Regions from separate parts of the Sus scrofa genome. Here region 2 is linked to region 1. Evidence: chromatin contacts called from public Hi-C data. All regions are on one chromosome and are shown on one strand. Each heading gives the region's core, a stretch centred on a gene start, on an enhancer-like site or on the middle of the called end of the contact. The rest is flanking DNA. Distances are from core to core; before and after follow the strand shown.

Region 1 (7,158 bases), core at 1,961-4,460:
CATGAGCCTCAGCAGGACAGGACCCCGTCCTTGGGACTAACCTGGAGTCCAGCTCCAGGTTCAGGTGCACTTCCCAAGCATTTAACCCTTTGTTGATGGCACCATCTGGATCTCTCACATGAGGCGATAGAACATTCTCCTTGGCTGATGGCCGCGTGAATTTGGGAAGACTTACTCTCATTACAGGAAAGCCCGTCTCTGTCTCTTGTGTTTGTAAATAACCCGATGACGTGGAACGCTATCCGATGAAGTGTCAAGTGCTCAATGCCTTCGGTTATGCTGAAACTCCTGTAGAACAGTAATCCAGAAAGGAACTTTCTTCCCCAGTCTTATGTCTCCTGGGTTTCTTTTTCAGAAAACCAAGAAAAGACAGAAGAGCAGTATGAAGAAAATTCACCCCTCAACTCCGTGCCTCAGTGGATTAATAGCAATTCATTAGGTCAGTGGAATCAATTCTGCCCTTAGGAGCTTGGTTCTAGGTCTTCCTGTCAGGTTGATGGCAAGTCCAAGGGCACCTTCACCTGCCCATACGGTGCCCATAAATCCAGACACTAAACAAGTGAAGTGTAGCTGGTCCACCTTGAAAATATAACACACACCCTCGGATCTGAAAGTCTCAGTATTGGACAAAGGACGCAGGCAGCTCCTTAATAATTTTCAAAATTCTGGTTACATGGTGAAATGATAATGGATCGCTGAGGTCAAGTAAAAGGTTCAAATTCATTTCACCTGTTTCTTTCTTTTTTTTTTTTTTTGGCCTATGGAGGTTCCCAGGGTAGGAGTCGTATCAGAGCTACAGCTGCCAGCCTCCACCACAGCCACAGCAACACGGGATCCTTAACCCACTGAGCGAGGCCAGGGATCGAACCCGAACCCGCAACCTCATGGTTCCTGGTCGGATTTGTTTCCACGGCACTACAATGGGAACTCCTCTTTTTTGGTTTTGTTTAATGTGGTTACTAGAAACCTGGCCTTGGTGGCTTGGGTTATCTTTGTGTTGGGCAGCATTGGTCTCAGGAATCTATAACTAATCGGGCAGAGTGGAGGGAACTGATTCCTGTGGTCGGATGAGCATAACAAACAAAGGTGGCAGATACGGGAAGTGTGTGGACAGCAAAACCCAACTTGCTCTGAACTTTGGCATGTAAAGAGGCGTCGTGGAATTCAGGTCTTTCCTGCTGGTGGTGGACCCTGGCGAGTGTAGGTGACTGTGGTCCCCAGCCGGTGTGGGCAGGTGGCTGGAGATGTCCCCTTACGAATCACGTACCGGATGGCAAGTCACTCAGCCTGCCTGAGCCTCAGGTTCTTGGGGAGCTGAACGTGGTGGTGCCCCTGTGATCCTGGGGCTCACTCGGAAGCCCTTGATAAATGAGAAATGTAGGGATAGTCACGCGAGCCATGCCCCCAGGGTCCAGAAATGCTGCAGGCATTTTGGGAAAAGCCTCATTGCCTAAGAGGATGAGGAGTTTGAGAAGAGGAGGGCTTCGTGGGAAGCCTGCCCACTGAAACCCCCATTTCCAGCAAGGTCTTGCAGAGGGAAGGCAGGAGTGGGCAGGGCTGCATGGCTGGGTGTGTGGAGGTGTCTCTGGTCCTCACGTCATGTCACCTAATAGCACTGCCGTCGGTGGTTCTGTTCCAGGTTTTGGGGTGGAGCAGACCCCGTATGGGGTGCAGACGCAGAACTACCCCAAAGGCAGCCTCCTGGACAGCCTGTGTCCAGCATCCTCCGCGCCCAGCACACTCGGTCCCGAGCAGGACTTTCAGATGTTCCCCAAGGCCCGGCTCAGCACCGTCAGTGTCAACTACTGCTCCGTCAGCCAGGACTTCGCCGGCAGCAGCCTGAACCTGCTCTCCAGCAGTGCTGGTAAGATCCAGGCTTCCAAGCGCCCCTCTCAACAGGGCCATTGGTTTAATTCCCAGAGCCATGCTTGGGCGGCGGCATGAGCTTCTTAACCAGTCTTCCCGTGTTGAGCCACTGGAGGTCAGGGACCTTTCTGTCTGGTCACTGTCAGAGCCAGCGCACCCCTCACAGGCTTCGGGCCCCAGGCTGGGCTGTGGGTGTCGGGTAAACGACACAGTCTCTGCTCCTGCAGCCAGATTCCTCCACCCAGGGGAACACGGGGGGAGACAGGGTTGGAAGGTGACAGATCTCTTTTTAGGGAGATGCACGTATGCCATGCGCAAAGCCCAGGTAGACTTTATCCACAACACACCTGTGTGACAGCCGCCCAGATTGTCATGGAGAGGGAGCCCGCACCCCACAAGGCTCCCTCGCACCCCCTCCCAGGCAGAAGCAGCCTCACCCCAAGGTCGTGCCATTGACCTGACTTTTATCACCGTGGTGTGTCCCGTCCTTGAACCTGGTGTAAGTGCAGTCGCACCTTCTCTTTCCTCCTGTGTTTGTCTTCTGCTCACTGTCATGTCTGAGAACCATCACGTGGCTGGACGTGGTGGCCAGTGGCCCCTTCTTGCAGTCAAGCACCCCACTCTGGAGCGACACTAGTGCCTCCATCCTACGGTTGATGGAAGATGCACTTGGGTGGTCTGTGCGTCCTCAGGAATAGGCAGCTCAGCTTAAGGGCCTCATGCAAAGTCTAGGAGATTCCACACCAGCTTGAAAGGGGCTGGTGGCCACGAAGCCACCATCATCACTAAGTGGTGGCGCCGGGCATCCCGGGGGCCTGGAGGGTCAGAGCCTGTGGTTCTCTCTCTCAGGGAAGCCCGGAGACCACGATGCCCCCGAGAACGGTGCGGACAGCTTCGAGAGCTCCGAGTCGCTGCTGCAGTCCTGGACCAGCCAGTCATCTCTGCTGGACGTGCAGCGGGTCCCTTCCTTCGAGAGCTTCGAGGACGACTGCAGCCAGTCCCTCTGCCTCAACAAGCCGACCATGTCTTTCAAGGATTACATCCAGGAGAGGAGCGACCCGGTGGAACAAGGCAAACCAGTTATACCTGCGGCCGTGCTGGCCGGCTTCACAGGTGAGCACGCTGCCCCAGGTCCCCGCCCCCTCCCTGCACCTGCCCAGCCCCATGCCTTGTGTACCCAGGGCGATGCTCGTTGCTCATTGGCCCACCTTGTGTTGTTCCCCCTTGTTGTATGTGTGGGCATCCGATACTGAATCCAAGAGAGACATGACTCCGGTCTGTCTTGGGGGGAGGGTGTTCGAGAACCCCCAGGCTGCTCCCTCACCTGGAATGTAAGTGCTCCCGAGGAGCCACAGGCCTCGGAGGCTTAAGCTCTGACTCAGCCATGCCAGGAATTTCTGAGAATGTTGACTGGCTCGGGGAGGGAGGCAGAGCCCGCCTCACATAACACAGCCACTGCTTACCTCTTCTCGCTTCTCCAGTCCGTCTCGTCCTGAAGGTTTGGGTACGGGCTATTCGAGGCCAGGGACAAATATGAAAGCTGTTTTTAGAGCCAGATATTTTCAGTACTTAAGCGAAAATATTAGAAAATTTTTTTCATTGCTTCTTGTGTCCTTAAATGTGCTTTTTTTTTTTTTCTTCCATATTTGGACCAAATGGAGCCACTGGGGATTAAGAAAAAAATCTACTTTAAAAAAAATCCAGTAGGTTAAAATAAGAATAGGGGGCCTGCTTTTTTTTTTTTTTTTTTTTTTTTTCTGTCATGGAAAACAAACAGCCATGGAAATGGCGTTAAAATGCTCAGCGTGTGGAAACTGCTGGAATTTTTCTGCGTGGGCGTCAGAGCCTGATAAGGAAAGAAACAGCCGTGGTGGTCGTGTTTTTCATTTCACTCTTAGTTACCATTTGTTGCTTGCCAGCTCTTTTTGGTTAACTGGGCGGATGGTCAGTAGACCCCAGAACAGCCTGGCGTGAGTGGTATTAACCCATTTTAACGTAGGCTCAGGAAGAAACTCCCACACTGACGTATTGATGATATAGCCTCTGTGACTTGGAGAACGGCTCTTGGACAGGCCTGTGATCCAGGACGAGGCACTCACTAGCCACTAAGCCCATTGTAGTCTTTTTTCTTTAGGGCCACACCTGCGGCATATGGAAGTTCCCAGGCTAAGGGTCCAATCCAAACTGCAGCTGCCAGTCTACACCACAGCCACAGCAATGCCGGATCCGAGCTACGTCTGCGGCCTACGCCACATCTGTGACCTGCACCACAGCTCATGGCAATGCTGGATCCGTAACCCACTGAGCAGGGCCAGGGATTGAACCTGCAACCTCATGGATACTAGTCAGATTCGTTACCAGTGGGAAGTCCCCACCTTATTCGTATGTTTAAAATGTCCATACAGCCGTACTCACTTCATTAGGCGGCGGCCATTCTAAATGCTAATCGGGAAAAGATAGGAGTTCCCCGGTGGTGTAGTGGGTTAAGGATCCAGTGGGTTGCTGCTGCAGCACAGGTTCAATACCTGGCCTGGGAACCTCTTCCTGCCACAGGATAGAGCCAAAAAAAATATATGAAGAGCCCGTGGCAGAGCATATACCTCACCAGACAGAGGTGGTGAGGCTGTAGCTACCAGCCCACATGCCCACATGACTGCTGAGCAAACCAAGTCTCGGCTTAAGCAATTTGGCCGCCATCATCTGGCAGGAGAGCCCAGCATGAGATTCCAGAAGTGACATGCCTTGTTCTGTGTTGAAAGGCCCCTTCAACCTCCCCCACCCTGTCCCTCGGCTAGTTTCAAGTAGTAAACCTGGACAGTTATTACATAAGAAGCAATTAAACAGGGTGAGGAATTTTGATGCCTAGAGTTGGTGGCTCAGAATTTTTTTTTTCCCCAGAAAGACCAAACCCAGCAATCGAAGGCCTAGTGACCTCTTTTCCAGGTGGAGGAAACCCTTGCCTCAGGGAGGGGTCTGACCTCCTCCCCTTCAAGCACCTGAGACCGTCGCCAGCACCCAGAATGACCCCTTGAGGTTGGCACCCAGTCCAGAGCCAGGCCTCTCATCCCTTATTTCAGTAGGAGGACGAAAGCCAGGCTGTATTTTAAATCTAGAGATAAACATCTAGCCCACCCCCTTCTCTGCAGGAAGTGGACCTATCCAGTTGTGGCAGTTCCTCCTAGAATTGCTCTCCGACAAATCCTGCCAGTCTTTCATCAGCTGGACGGGGGACGGATGGGAGTTTAAGCTCGCTGACCCAGATGAGGTAGGTCCAGAGCTTGGGAAATTGGCCTCCGGGCTCGCACACCTGATTGCATCACTGGGGCTTCCCAGATTCAACTCTCTGGCCCTTAGAAAGGGTTCACCAGGGTCCAGATGAGAACACTTCTACAGGATGCATTCCTGGCTGCTGGGAAACATGAAGTGCGGTCTTTTGTTTCGGTGATAAACAGTGTAGGGTCCCCCAGTGATGCACACAGCACCGGGCAGGCTTCACCGTCTTGCTCCATCATCTGATTAAAGGTGAAAGGTATAAATCGAGGCTCTTGCCTGACCCTCTGAAAATGTCCTAGGAAATGTGTCCTTTTTTCTGGGAGGCCTGAGCCCCTAGTAACTCTGTGCCAGCCCGAGGGCTGGGCTCAGCTCCTCAGCTGAGCTGGGCAGGGCTTCACAAGCCGCGTCTGGAGGAGAAAGCTGTGGACAGGTCCCATACAGGTCCCTCCAAGACAGCATACGGGGAGCCCTTGGTCTCTGGCACCAAGAGTGCACCGTCTGTCACCTCCCGGATTCCCTGGGGCAGCGGAAGCTAAGGGAGGCAGTGTCTCAGGGTCCCCATTGCACTCAGCAGCTGGTGATCGCCATGCAAACCCGGGGGGTAGGGGGGGAGGACCTGACAGCATCTTCCGGATTCTGAACCCTTGGCTCTTGGAGGTTTTGCTGAGGGAGAGGCCTTAGCAGACGCAGCTGTGGCTGGGCTCACCTCCGTCCATCCTGGGAGCAACAGCGGGGAACACAGAGCCGCAGCAGGTGCACCAGTGCAGACAGTCCCTCTGTGGAGCTTTTGTAGCAGTCGAGGCCTCAAGGCTGATGCATCAGAATCATCGTGGGGTCCCGTTGTGTCTCAGAGGGTGCAAACCTGACTAGTCCCCATGAGGATGCAGGTTCGATCCCTGGCCTCGCTCGGTGGGTTAGGGATCCCGTGTTGCCATGGCTGTATGTGTAGACCATCGGCTGCAGCTCCGATTCAGCCCCTCACCTGGGAACGTTCATAGGCCAAAAAAAAGGCCTCTTGGGGGAAGGTCATTCACTTCGTCTTGTTGCCACAGTGATGGAACCCATCTTCATCCTCCCCACAGGTGGCCCGCCGGTGGGGCAAGAGGAAAAACAAGCCCAAGATGAACTACGAGAAGCTGAGCCGAGGTCTGCGCTATTACTACGACAAAAACATCATCCACAAGACCTCGGGCAAGCGCTACGTGTACCGCTTCGTGTGCGACCTCCAGAACCTGCTGGGGTTCACGCCCGAGGAGCTGCACGCCATCCTGGGCGTCCAGCCGGACACGGAGGACTGAGGCCGCCCGGGGCGGTCCTCACCCATCTCACACGGACCCTAAACGGCGGGATCGATGCGTCCGGCAAGGTCTCCAAGAAGCAGTGGCCTTATTTCATCCGAAACGGCGGTCCTTCGCCGAAAGCAGCGCGGGTTCTCGCTTCTAAAGCCTGCTGACAGGGACACAGTATTTATGATGCTCTTACCTTAGAGTGGCCTCGAAGGACACGCTGGGCCGCCGGCCTGGCTCCAGCAGACTGCGTTGTAACAGGATCCCTGGGGCTGGTGGGGCTTCTCCAAGGAGCGAGCGGGTCGTGGACGCACATGCTTCTTTGGATTTTCTTTTGCTGTGGCCGCCGGGAATCGCAAACGCAAAAGAGGTCTCTGTGGTTCAGAGGGGGAGAAGGTGCCAGGACCACTCATTCCATTTCAGAAGTTAGTTTGTATATAGGACGGTCATCTTACCGTTGGTATCCAAACCCCCCCTAACAGTCCTATTTAACAGAAATTGTATATTGTAATTTAAAATAATTATATAACTGTATGTGAACGAAGAAGGCAGACATCCCGTGTGTATTCCATTTTTCAAGAGCACAGATGGCATTTTGCAAACATTTAACCCGCCAAGGGCGGGCTGAGGCAGGTTGTACAGTGTGTATGATTAACAGTTATTATATGTACAGGAATAAGGTCTAAGAGGGTTACTATTCCTGTGTTCTGTTTTTTTGGCTTGCCTGGGTTAT
Region 2 (7,158 bases), core at 1,536-4,035, 220 kb after region 1:
CAATATCTGCTGATCATATTTTCAACTTATCTTGAACCTTCTTACTGTAGATCAAAGGTCAGCCCATGATTCCTCCAAGGGCCAGATAAGTAAATATTTTAGGTTTCATGGGCCTTGTGATCTCTGTTGCAACTCCTCAGCTCTGATTTTATAGTGTGAAGCAACCACAGACAATACGTAAAATGCTTATTGGGCTCCCGTAAAGCTTCACTCACATAAATAGGCAGCAGGCCAGATGCAGCCCTCAGGCTGGAGTGTGTCAACCTTGGCTCTGGGGTGACCGCAAAAGGATGTGGCCTCTTCCAAGTGCTCCATTCCATGAAGGATGGACCTCCTCCGGCCAGGATAGGACAGGGCAGGACAGGACAGAACGCACGTTCCATATATCCATGGGTACTCACACGCTTACATTTCCAGTGCCACTAGAGATGTCAGGGACATGGACCTCGCTCGGGCCAGAAGGGACCTGAGGCAGCACTATTAATGCTAAGAACTTCCTGATTAATATCCAAAAAAAGCTCGAACTATCCCATCAAAATCATGGGCAGAAGATCTAAACAGACATTTCTCCAAAGAAGACCTACAGATGGCCAAAAGGCACATGACAGGATACTCAGCATTGCTAATGATTAGAGAAATGCAATCAAAACTACAAGATACCACCTCACATCTGTCAGAATGGCCATCATCAAAAAGTCTACAAACAATAAATGCTGCAGAAGATGTAGAGAAAAGGTAACCCTTCTACACTGTTGGTGGGAATGTAAATTGATACAACCACTATAGAAAACAGTATGGAGGTTCAGTATAGAAAACAGAAAACTAAATAGAAATTACCATATGATATAGCAATCCCACTCCTGGGCATATATCCAGACAAAACTATAATTAAAAAAGATACATGCATCCCTATGTTCATTGTAACACTGTTTACAATAGTAAGGACATGGAAGCAAATTCAATGTCCATCGACAGAAGAATGAATGAAGAAAATGTGGTACACATATGCTGTGGAATATTACTCACACATGAAAAAGAATAAAATAGGAGTTCCTGTTGTGGCACAGTAGAAATGAACCTGACTAGGAACCATGAGGTTGCAGGTTTGATCCCTGGCTTCACTCAGTGGGTTAAGGATCCAGCATTGTCATGAGCTGTGGGGTAGGTTGCAGACGTGGCTCAGATCTGACGTTACTGTGGCTGCAGCACAGGCTGGCAGCTGCAGCTCCAATTAGACCCCTAGCCGGGGAACATCCATATGCCACAGGTGCAGCCCTAAAAAGCAAAGAAAAAAAGAGAGAGAAATAATGCCATTTGCAGCAACATAGATGGACCTAGAGATTATCATACTAAGTGAAGTAAGTCAGATGAAAAAGACAAATATAATATTGCTTGCAGATGAGATCTAAAAAAAACAATACAAATGAACTTATTTTTAAAACAAAAATAGACCCACAGACATAGAAAACAAACTTATAGTTACCAAAGGGGAAAGCAAGAGAGAGGCAAATTAGGAGTTTGGGATCAAAATATACACACTACCATATACAACAGATAACCAACAAGGACCTACCTACAGCACTGGGAACTTCACTCAGTATTTTGTAACGACCTATAACAGAAGAGACTATAAGAAAAAAATATATACCCGTATATGTGTGCATGTTTGTGTGCGGGTGTGTGTATAATCAATTCACTTTCGTGCATTTGAAACTAACACAACATTGTAAGTCAACTGTATTTCAATAAAAACCTTTGTTTAAAGAATCAATATCAAGGCAAAAAAAAAGAGAACTTCTGATTGTGAACTTCAGTTCAGATCAGAGAACTTCTGATCTGAAGCCCTGGGATGTGCCCTGACATAAGCAGCTGACTTGAATTTGAGGAAAGCTGGGCCACCCTCTGGCTGGGTTGGTTTTGAAGACGAAAGGCTGACGAATCGATTGATGAGTTCCTCAATGCCTTCTCTACCATCTTCCCTGAGATTCATCAGGGGGCTGGAAGGGGTGCCCACACTCAGAAACTCATTCATCCAACAAGCATTCACTGAGTGCTTATTGAATACAGGCACCATGCTACATCTTGGTATTCCAAGCCGTGCATTCCAGGAGGTTTGGGCAACTTGGTTTGGATGCTTCCAGTAACGAGGAGCTCATGACCTGTACAGAGCAGCCTATCTGATGGCTGGACAGCACTGCGCTTCCTCAGAAATACCAAACCTCCCCAGCATGATCCCCCACCTGCCAAACCAGTCAAATACCAGTAGGTACCCCCACCACATACAGGTACACAGAGAATAGGCAATGAAGGAGTTCCATGGTGGCCTTGCAGTTAAGGACCCAGTGTTGTCACTGCTGTGGCTCTGATTGCTGCTGTGGCTCAGGTTCCATCCCTGGCCTGGGAACTTCCACATGCCATGGGCGTGCCCCCACCAAAAAAAGAATAGGCAAGGAAACTGCCGACAAACAAAAGCACAGTGACTACAGCCTTTATCAGACCTGGTGTTAAAAGCAAAATCAAGTTCACATCCCATGACTTCCTGGAAAGTCCCCTAAGGCCGGCAAAGTTGAGGACTGAATTCTAAGGCTCTGTTTCCCATGAAGAGAGGGCCCTCCTTCCAAGGGCATTATCAGGGCTCTTCCCTTAAACCTTTGTCTCCAAAAAAGGCAAAGGGAGTCTGGGCAGTGCAGTGATGAAAACCCCCAGCCTGGGGCCAGGCAGGTCTGGGCTGGAGAGGCTGCCCTTTCCCCTACTTACTGCTGGATCTGGACGTGCGGTGCGTCAGTGAGCTGGAGGCAGGGCTTCCTGGTCTGTCAAGCTGGGCGGTGATCTAGAGTGGCCCGACTGAGCCACACCATCTGCAGTGGCCATGAGGCTAGGCGCCCGCAGTCAATCAAAAGTCTCCCAGCCACCGTGCCCCCTGCCCCTGCCTCTCACCCAGGCCAGGGCGAGGTAGGGCAGACCCCGCGGAGACCAGAGCAGCCGTAGGGGCAAGGGATCAGGCTGATGGCCTGAGGTTAAAAGGGAAAAAATTAGTCTGATGGAAACAAAGGCAGACAGAGGTCAAGGCCAGAAGGAAAGAGGAGGTGCCCCAATGCAGAAAACACTAGAAGCAGGCCACCCCGCCGCACCCCACCCCAGGAATTCCTTGGTTGCATCCCAAGCCTCAATGCATCCTGCCCACGCCTGCAAAGTCCCGTTCTCCAGCAGCATCTGTACAAGATCTCAACCCACCAGCAAGTCATGAAATCAACTGAGACAGTCACAGCCAACAACCAATAAAAATGGCACAAGAATGGAATAGGAATAGAATATGTCAGGGAGTTCCCATGGTGGCTCAGTGGGTTAAGAACCTGACAAGTATCCAAGAGCATGCAGGTTCGATCCCTGGCCTCGCTCAGTGGGTTAAGGATCTGGCATTGCCATGAGCTGCAGTGTAGGTCGCAGATGCAACTCAGACCCCGCATTGCTGTGGCTGTGGCTTTGGTTGGCAGCTGCAGTTCCGATTCAACCCCTAGCCTGGGGGTTTCCAAATGCCGCGGGGGAGGCCATAAGAAGCAAAAAAAGAAAGAAAGAAAGAAAGAAAGGAATATGTCAGAATGTATAGCCTATGTAGGGTGAGTGTATTGTGTTAAAATGATTCAGCCACACATACATGTGTACACACACACCTGCATGGATACATACACGGCTACAGGCATTTGCACCTAGACTGGAACCAAAAATGTTAGCGTGCGTGTGGATATTAAAGGTTTAAGTATCCTTTGGAGAAATCTCCCCAGTTACACTCACATGCATGCACATACACACACACACACACACACACACACACACACACACACACATACATATGCACGTACGCATACACATATTTTGCTAAACTTCTCTCAGTGACATTCAGCTGGAAGCCCCCCTCTAAGGCATCTTTTAGGAACTCCTGAAGCCAGTGAGAGGAAAGGCAGAGGGTTCAATTCCATGACCCCATCGTGTCGCCTGGGGACGGTGGCCAGGACAGCAGAAGCAGAAGAGTCCATCAACAAGCATTTTATGTAAAGAGAGCAGTGAGATGTCCATGCATTTCCTGAAGACACAGATACATAAAATCAATTCCAACGGCAACAGTCAAATTCCACCATCGATTGAAAAATGAGGAAAGGGGCTCTAATAGTTACAGGCCAGGGCCGCTCTGCGTCTTTCCTCTCCAAGAGGCACGAGGGACAAGGGCAATTTGTACCCCAAAAAGACCTGCACTTTCAGGAACCCAGGATTCATCTGCTCAGGAAGCAAAAATTAGAATATTGACTTTTCCGGCTTTCAGCACCAGCTAACAGCCCTAGTGGGTGGGGATGGGGGGGATAGAAACTGCAACCAATCCCTGACATGTCAGCCCGCAGAATAGCATCCTGATTTCACAACACTTACCTAGAGCTCCCACAGCTTGTGGGTTTGTAAAAAAAATTTTACAAGTAGCCTATTGTTACAGAAAATTCCCATGCCCCAGAATCCCCAGCAGGTGCCTGGGAAGTCCATGATGAGGCGGGGTCCATGAGGGTGACGCCCAGGGCTTCCTCTCAGCCGTCCATCCATCATGCTGGGGTTCTTGAGGTTTGGGCTTTATGCCTTTCATTTTTCTACAGGTGCTCAATTTTTTTTTTCTTTTTATTTTTTCTTTTTGCTGTCACATGCAGTGGCTTGATGTGGGATCTCAATTCCCAGACCAGGGATTGAACCCAGGCCGCAGTGGTGAAATCGAGTCCCAATCACTAGACCACCAGGGAACTCCCTTGAGGCATTCCATTTTAAAGTGGGTCACAAAGGGTGGGCATCCTTTTCGGTTAATTGTAAGAAAATCAAAATCCTGGGAGTTCCCATTGTGGCACAGTGGGATAGAACCTAACCACAGCAGCTAGGGCCACTGCAGAGGCTTGGGTTCAATCCCTGGCCTGGAGTGCAGTGGGTTAGAGGATCTGGTGATACCACAGCTGCAGCGTAGGTTGAAGCTGTGGCATAGGTGGAAGCTGCAGCTCAGATTCAATCCTTTTTTTTTTTTTTTTTTTGCAGTTTTTCAAAATTTATCTTATTGAGATATAGCTGCTTTTCAGATTCAGTCCTTGAACCAGGAACTTCCATATGCCGGGAGTACAGCCAGAAAGGAAGGAAGGAAGGAAGGAAGGAAGGAAGGAAGGAAGAAAGAAGGAAAGAAAGAAAGAAAGAAAGAAGGAAAGAAAGAAAGAAAGAAAGAAAGAAAGAAAGAAAGAAAGAAAGAAAGAAAGAAAGAAAGAAAGAAAGAAAGAAAGAAAGAGAAAGAAGAAGAAAGGAAAGAAGGAAGGAGGGAGGAAGAAAGAAAATCAAAATCCCGGAGTCCTGTTGTGGCTCAGTGGTTAACAAATCTGACTAGGAATCATGAGGTTTTAGGTTCAATCCCTGGCCTCACTCAGGGGTTAAGGATCCAGCGTTGCCGTGAGCTGTGGGGTAGGTCGCAGACGTGGCTCGGATCCCACGTTGCTGTGGCTCTGGTGTAGGCCGGCGGCTACAGCTCCAATTAGACCCCTGACCTGGGAACCTCCATATGCCACAGGTGCAGCCCTAGAAAAGACAGAAAAAAAAAAAAATCCCACAGGGCCCCTTCCCTTTGAAGCTCAGCCTTTGCAGCCTCACACCCTCTTCACCACCCTCCTCCTTTCGTGGGCAATGCTACCCAAGGGTATAAGTAGCTAATACTTGCTGGGCACCCAACAGGGTGCCAACTTATCCCCCACTTGCTTGGAACTGTTAAGATTTTAACCCTAGCATCCAGGGAATCTCAGGCCCTTCAGGAAATCCCAGGAAAATGGGACAACTCGTCACCCTGACCACGCGCCGTGTGCTCTAAGTATTCCCCAAATATCATCTTCTTTGACCTGACCACCCACAGGGCAGCCCCTGCTCTCACCTCCTCTTTTCAGGTGTGGAACCGAGACTTAGGAGGTGATGGCACAAGAAGAAATGACAATTACAGAATGTGATGGAGCTGTTAGCTAATGCTTCCATGGGGATCGTATGGCAACACAGATGTATCAGATCTACCTGTGGTATACCTTAGTCTCACGCAATACATCAACGATAGCTCAGTGTTTAAAAAAGAGGTGTCTGGATCAGAGCCCGGAGTTGGGATTCTGACCTCAAGCTCTACTGCAGTTCTCCCACTCGGGTGCTTCCAGTCCTGGGACGGCGCTCCAGCCCCAGAGCTCCAGGGGGAGGGCAGGGGTCTTGATGGAGCACTTTTTATCATCACCTTATACAACACCACGCTCATAACAGAAGCTCCCCCTCACGCCTGCAATCAAAGGGATTTGTGTCGCAAGACATGTTTCTTTGAAAACTCCATCTTGTCCTTCTTTACTTTAAAAACAGTCACGGTGCTGGTAAATGACTTAAGCTTAAGAAGAGCTTAACCTTTCACCAGCTAAGTGGCTTTTAAAATAGTAAAAGAACTTAAACAATAGTAAACAAACCCTATATCATCCACCCATAGCCACTCCTCACTGGATCTCATCTAAAGAGCACAATAAAAGCAGTGTGGTTTCTGGAGGCAGGGCTCTTGGTCCCTGAGACCTTGCGTCCCCCGGTTCCCACCTTTACTTAAGATAAATGTCTCTGTGTCTCGTTTTTTTGTTTGTTTGTTTTTTGGGTTTTTTTGCTATTTCTTTGGGCCGCTCCTGCGGCATATGGAGGTTCCCAGGCTAGGGGTCGAATTGGAGCTGTAGCTGACGGCCTGCGCCAGAGCCACAGCAACGCGGGATCCGAGCCACGTCTGCGACCTACACCACAGCTCACAGCAATGCCGGATCCTTAACCCACTGAGCAAGGGCAGGGACCGAACCCGCAACCTCATGGTTCCTAGTCGGATTCGTTAACCACTGCGCCACGACAGGAACTCGTCTCGTTTTATGTTAACTTTTTTCCTTAAGTTCCACACCACCCGTTCTTCAGCCCCATCCTGCTGAGCTGGCCTCGGCAGATTTGTTCCTTCCAGAAATATTTATTAAGGATGATTTTGTATCAGGCTGGGAAAACAGTGGGGAAGGAAGGGATGGCGGGAGGAAGGGAAGGAGGGAAGGGGGAGAAATGCACAGCACGGTTGAAGGAAGCCAGGCAGACATTCCTGGTATTAAACAC

Evidence for each region. Hi-C and Micro-C count contacts between places; a contact is called where the count stands out from the background.
Region 2: a Hi-C map of skeletal muscle shows a contact between it and region 1, with 1.5 times the contacts expected there. The contact joins two enhancer-like sites. A contact is called at or near these places in 1 of 47 Hi-C or Micro-C datasets (skeletal muscle) and 1 of 2 datasets of contacts at active chromatin or transcription factors (skeletal muscle).

The regions. Positions count from the first base shown.
Region 1 is chr13:202,475,056-202,482,213 of Sscrofa11.1, forward strand. ETS2 (protein C-ets-2) reads left to right here. Exons shown (of 10, transcript XM_021070986.1): 6 at 356-439; 7 at 1,640-1,864; 8 at 2,716-2,979; 9 at 5,013-5,131; 10 at 6,222-7,158. The coding sequence ends at 6,437. Among named protein-coding and RNA genes, the nearest start is that of ETS2, 14 kb to the left of the region's middle. Within about 2 kb of position 3,211, at least 23 of the 83 cell types and tissues checked have an H3K27ac peak or open chromatin away from gene starts, as enhancers often do. A contact at or near this core is called in skeletal muscle, where this site is marked.
Region 2 is chr13:202,692,571-202,699,728 of Sscrofa11.1, forward strand. No RefSeq gene overlaps it. Among named protein-coding and RNA genes, the nearest start is that of PSMG1, 79 kb to the right of the region's middle. Within about 2 kb of position 2,786, at least 27 of the 83 cell types and tissues checked have an H3K27ac peak or open chromatin away from gene starts, as enhancers often do. A contact at or near this core is called in skeletal muscle, where this site is marked.